Linked DNA regions of Manis pentadactyla: region 1 is linked to region 2. The links are chromatin contacts, called in public Hi-C maps. All regions are on one chromosome and are shown on one strand. Each heading gives the region's core, a stretch centred on a gene start, on an enhancer-like site or on the middle of the called end of the contact. The rest is flanking DNA. Distances are from core to core; before and after follow the strand shown. Region 1 holds the start of CEP44 (centrosomal protein 44). Region 2 holds the start of HMGB2 (high mobility group box 2).

Region 1 (2,700 bases), core at 34-2,533, 700 kb after region 2:
TAACAACTACAACAGGGCAGTACTGATGGGATCCCACTTCTGAGATTAGATTACAAAGACTATGGCGTCTTGGGTGCTCTCTCTTATTTATCTGCTCACCCTAGGGGAAGCCGGCTGCCATACTGGGAGGCGGCCCTACCGAGAAGCCCATGTGGGGAGAACTCGGGCCTCCCAACCGTCAGAAATACGGTTACCGAACTCCAAACATTAGACGTCAGAGAAGGAAAACCGAAACTGAAAATATAAATTAGCTTCACTTTGCGGTAATAAAGGTCATGATGCACTGATTTGGAGAGAAACACCTAGGATCCTTGAAAATAAAAATTCTACTTGTTGAACCAAGTAGATTCAACCATTATATTACCAAATACATACAGAGCCTAAAAATAAAACGAACACATTTAAAAATAAAACGAACACACTGGGATTCATGTACATAATTTCACCCAATTGGTAATATTTAATTGAGCACCCACCATGTAAAACACTAGAGCCCAGTCACAGAGAAACAAACAAGAGACAGGAAATTAAGAACTTGCCAAATTTATAACCAAAGCTTGACAGCTGAAGCAACTGGCAGTCCATCGTGACCCTACCTGTACGTTTGCTTTCATATTACTGGAAAGTACGTAAAGAACAGAAAACTGTGTCTACCGATTCCTCCTTCCCCCCAAAAAAGAAAAAAAAAAACTTCCACTCTACTTGAAAAGCAACACTTGGGCTAGAAAAGAGCAATCCTTGCTGTTTCCCGGCTTTATTGCAGAACGAAGCCGGGTCGCCACCTGGGGTCCCAAGCTGACCTTATAGCCCACTGGCCTAGAAACACAGGCACACACCTACTCCCGCCTCTTGACGAGCATGCCTCATTTTAATAAGCCGCCACCGCTGTCACTCAAGATGCTCTGCACTGTCATTGGCCCCAAAGTCGGGCTGGTTGGCAAGTTTCTGCCCCCCAGGCCGGCCCCGGTTGTCTCAATTTCCGTAAGGAATAGGGGGGCTGTGCAGAGAAAGGGGGCAAGAACGCTGAAATATCGGGGCTGACGCTTGTACCTGAGCGACCTGCGATCCCCACCGCCGCCGCGACGACTCGGCCTCTGGGCGGGGACTTTGTGCCAAAAAGAAAATGACTCAGCCGGGAACTGGTGCGCAGGCCATGGAGAAGCCGGCTCAGACCTCACTTGTTCACGCCGGTGGAGGTGACGGCGACGAGGACCCCAGAGCCCTCGGGACTCTGCGCTCCCCGAGCCGCGGCAGCCCGAGCAGCCGACGGTCCCGCTCTTGACGTTTCCTATTGTTGCCGGAAGTGACGTTCGGGTTCGGAGCTTAAAGGGGAAGCATTTTTATCCCCGCGTGTACGATTCGCCAGAGGCGCCCAGCTTCTCCGTCTGCGGCCCGCGCCCCTCTGCATCCCCCGGCCTCGGCAGCCTACCGCTCGGCCTTGGGCCGGGACCGGCCTTGGAGCGGACACTCAGCGGGGTGGGTCTCCGCCGGCCGGACGCACGTGGTGCGGAATCTGCCGCGGGGAGTCGCGGGGCGCGGGCGGGGGCCGCTGGGGTCCGGCGGCGGGGCTCGGCGCGCTGGCACCGGCCGTTCCGAGCACAAACGGGCGACGCGGCGGGCGCCGGGCCTGGGTGCCGCAGGCGGGCTCCGGGGGCGTCCGTGGCGCTGGGCGGCCGGGGCCCTTCCGAGCCGCTGCTGCGCTGGGCCGGGGCTTGTCGCTCCGCTGCCGGCCAGGCGGCCCCGCGGGAGCCCCGACCAGATCTGCCCTTTTAGTGTTTACATCGGCTGGAGCGAGGGGAGCCTCGGTCGGCCCTGCTTCTACACCCAGTTATCCTGTGACACCACCGAAGTAGGAAGAATCGTGGCCGCTCCTCCTTGGAGACAGGGTCGGAGTTTAGGGCTGGGGACTCGCAGACGGACTGTTCCTCCCGCCGGATCCTCTGGGCTTGGAGCTGCCTGGGAGGAAAAGATCCAAGTAGCTGTCGGTGTTTTTTCCCGGTGTTTCAGTATGTCCCCACCTTCCTAGACGACCCTTGCTTTTTTCCTCACTATGGAAAAATCAGTCTTGGCCTTTGCAATGATGGCTATCCTAGGCTGTTTTTCTGAAATTATCCGCAAACCTTTTAACAGTTTTGTATGTGAACACAGCAGTCCCTTTGTTTCCTCCACAGTTTTCTGTGTTTTCCCTTTCCTAGACCTTTCTTCCTTCCTCCTAGCGCAGAATTTCCCTAGTAACTTTTGCGGGAAGTTTCATGAACTTAACCTCATCTCTACGCGGTTTTATTTTTAATAAATAGTTTTAGATAACATCTAGCGTTAGGAGCTATTCAAACTTTCAGCCGTTCACCATAATCGTTCCAGTCAGTGTAATTGCTTTATTCTAAACTCAAATCACTTTGAGTTCAGTGGCATTCCGTTCCGAGGCATCACTTAATGACCTCTAAAGCAGTGAGACTGAGCTAAATTAAAAATCTTATATATTAGATGGTACTCTATACCGTTTTCAGGAAGTGTCCCGTAATAAATTCGGATGGGCAGATCTGACTTGTAGAGAGAACCCTGTAGGAAGATAGGAAGCCATATTGATCTTAGCGATTGAATCTGTGCTGCAAGCTGAGAAATACCTCTTTTAATTCCCTTTAATAAGCTTTGTAAAGTGAACATTTAATTTTTAAAAAAGTAACAAGGTATTTTTCATTT
Region 2 (2,700 bases), core at 8-2,507:
GCGCATCGCGGCTGGGCCCGGGACCCGCCCCCGCTGCTGGCAGTCGAAGGCTGCCCGCGCCGCGCCGCTCCGCGCCCAGTGCCCACCAGGCCTTCCGAACCCAGCTGAGGCCCCGGGCCGCCCGGTTCCGCGGGGCCGCCCCCTCGCACACGCACGGCCGGGCGCCGCGTACCTTCTCGTACTTCTCCTTCAGCTTCGCCGCCCGCTGCTCGTACGGCTGCTTGTCCTTGGCCGACTGCTCGGACCACAGCTCGCCCAGCTTCTTCGCGGTGTCGCCGATGGACAGGCCCGGGTGCTCGCTCTTGATCTTCGGGCGGTGCTCGGAGCAGAACAGGAAGAAGGCGGACCTGGAAGGGGCGGCGTGTTAACGGGGGGACGGGCGGCCGCGGGGCGGCGGGACCGGCCTCGGGCGGCACTCACGGGGGCCTCTTGGGCGCGTTGGGGTCCTTCTTCCGCCCTCTCTTGTCGCCCTTGGGGGGCACGTAGCTCTTCATCTCCCGGTCGTAGCGGGCCTTGTCGCTCCGCGCCATGTCCTCGAACTTGGCCTTCTCCTTGGCCGACATGGTCTGCGGGCGGGGAGGGGCCGGACGGCCGCGGCGGGGCGTGAGCCGCAGGCCGCGGCGGCCAGCGGGGTCCAGGGGCGCCCGCGGGGCCCCGCCGCCCGCCCCCTCACCTTCCACCTCTCCGAGCACTTCTTGGAGAACTCGGCGAAGTTGACGGAGGAGTCCGGGTGCTTCTTCTTGTGCTCCTCCCGGCACGTCTGCACGAAGAACGCGTACGAGGACATCTTGCCCCGCGGCTTGTTGGGGTCCCCCTTTGCCATGGCGGCGGCCTGGCGGGAGGAGCCGGTGGGCGGGCGCCGGAGGCCGCTTCCCGCGCAAAGCCGCCGCCGCCCCGCGGCCCAGGCGCCGCTCGTCCCGGCGCCGCCTCCCCGGCCCCGCGGGCCCTCCCGACAGAAACGCTCCCCCGCCGCGCGGCTGCCGCCCCGCGGCCCGGCCGCCCGCCCTCCCCGGGCCCGCCCTCCGCCGAGCCCCGTACAAGGCCGCGGGGAAGCGGGAGCGGCCGGCCCGCGACCCGAGCGGCCGGAGGGGCCGCTTGCCTGGTGGCGGCTTTTCCTCAGAGCCCCGCGGAGCGGCCGGATGCCCCAAACACGCTTCCCTCCCGCCGCTCCGGCGTGAAATGGTTTGTCGAGGACGCAACCCTCAGCCTCTTGTTTTGCAGAGTTCTCCGCGCCACGGCAGCTTGACAAGACGGGCCGCAGGCCACACCCCCGCCTCTCGGATTGGCTCTGGTGGTTATTCAAACTTCGCGAGGCCGCGCCTCCTAGCCACGGGGGCTTCCTATTGGCCGGCGTCTCGCCACGCCCGGCTCCCGAGCCCCAGCCTAGCAGGTTCGGTGGGTCTCGCAGGTCGTTAACTCCCAGACCCGTTAGAACCGGTCAGGAGAGGAATGCACTGCTCGGCCCTGATTGGCGGCGGGAAAAGAGTTTGAAAAATGGCGGGCCTGACGCTGACTGGCCTGGACGGCCGGCGGGGGGGCGTGGCCGGCCCGACTAGGGAAGCCCCGCCAGCTTTAAAAATACCACCGTAGGGTCTGGGTGGCGGTAGCGCGGTCTCCCGGCCGCGAGGTGACGGGCCGCTTGCCGCCCCTCCTCGAGCCTCGGCCCAGCGGAGCGCCGCCCGGGAGCCGTGGTTACCCCGCGGAGGCAAGCGCAGAGAAGCACAGGGGGAGCGGCCGGGGCGCCGACCCCGCGGAGGCCGATGGAAGCCGCAGAGGCGGTGGGGTGTGAGGAAAGGGCCTCAGCGCGGCCCGCCTCATGCCGCGTCTAGGGCCCCACCCCGGGCGGCAGACTGGCTGGCCCGCCGCTCCCTCCCGGCCCGGGCCGAGGCCGCGCCGCTGTGGGGCCTGCCGGCTGCTCCCCACGTCCCGCCGGCCCCGCAGTCGCCCTTGAGGCCCATGTCGGCGTCCCCGAGGCCACCACGGGCCGTGAGAGCCGCGCCGCACGGTCCCCCTGGGCCCGCAGCGCGCTGCCCGTCCCCGGTCGGCCCCGCGGTGCGCCGGCGGTTGGTCTCAGCCGACTTCTGAATCTTCTGTCTTAGGTCCCCAGGAAGTTCGCTGGCATGTGTTCGTGTTTGGTTTACGAACGGTAAACACAGTCAAAGGTAACTCACAACCAACAGCTTTTTATCTAGATTTACTAATTATTCGTAAATCTGGATTTTTAAAAATGTGTAACTTGGACATGGGTATTGGTTGCCCAACGTTGTGTAGGTTCTAATGCCGCTAAATTTAAAAATAGATTTTTAAAGCGTAGTGCAATAGTGATCTGCTCATTTTCGAATAATGTAATATGAGTTATTTTGTCAATTTGGATTTTTGTGTGTTTTTACAGCACAACTGTAACGGTGACCTTATTTGAGAACAGGGTCATTGCAGATGTAATTAGTTAAGATGAGATCGTCTAGGAGTTGGGTGGCCCCAACCCAGTATGGATGGTGCCCTTATAAAAAGGGGGCATTTGGACACAGACAGGCATAGGGGTCAGAGGATGTGAAAGGACATGGAGAAGTTGGCCACCTACAAGCCCGAGAGAGAGGCCTGGAATAGATCCTTCCCTGATGGCATTGAGAGGGAACTAGCAGTGCCCATACCAAATTCCATCCTTTACTCCATCACAGCAAACAGGAAAACAATCCCATA

The links. Hi-C and Micro-C count contacts between places; a contact is called where the count stands out from the background.
Region 1: a contact with region 2 is called in a Hi-C map of skin fibroblasts, with 4 times the contacts expected there. The contact joins the promoter of CEP44 here to the promoter of HMGB2 in region 2. A contact is called at or near these places in 2 of 3 Hi-C or Micro-C datasets (blood and skin fibroblasts).

What each region holds. Positions count from the first base shown.
Region 1 is chr1:4,562,189-4,564,888 of mManPen7.hap1, forward strand. CEP44 (centrosomal protein 44) reads left to right here and starts at 1,284. Exons shown (of 10, transcript XM_057503724.1): 1 at 1,284-1,476. It overlaps FBXO8 (F-box protein 8), which reads right to left and starts at 1,268. Exons shown (of 6, transcript XM_036889174.2): 1 at 1,051-1,268.
Region 2 is chr1:3,861,957-3,864,656 of mManPen7.hap1, forward strand. It overlaps HMGB2 (high mobility group box 2), which reads right to left and starts at 1,258. Exons shown (of 5, transcript XM_036889156.2): 1 at 1,100-1,258; 2 at 674-832; 3 at 421-566; 4 at 173-347. The coding sequence starts at 823.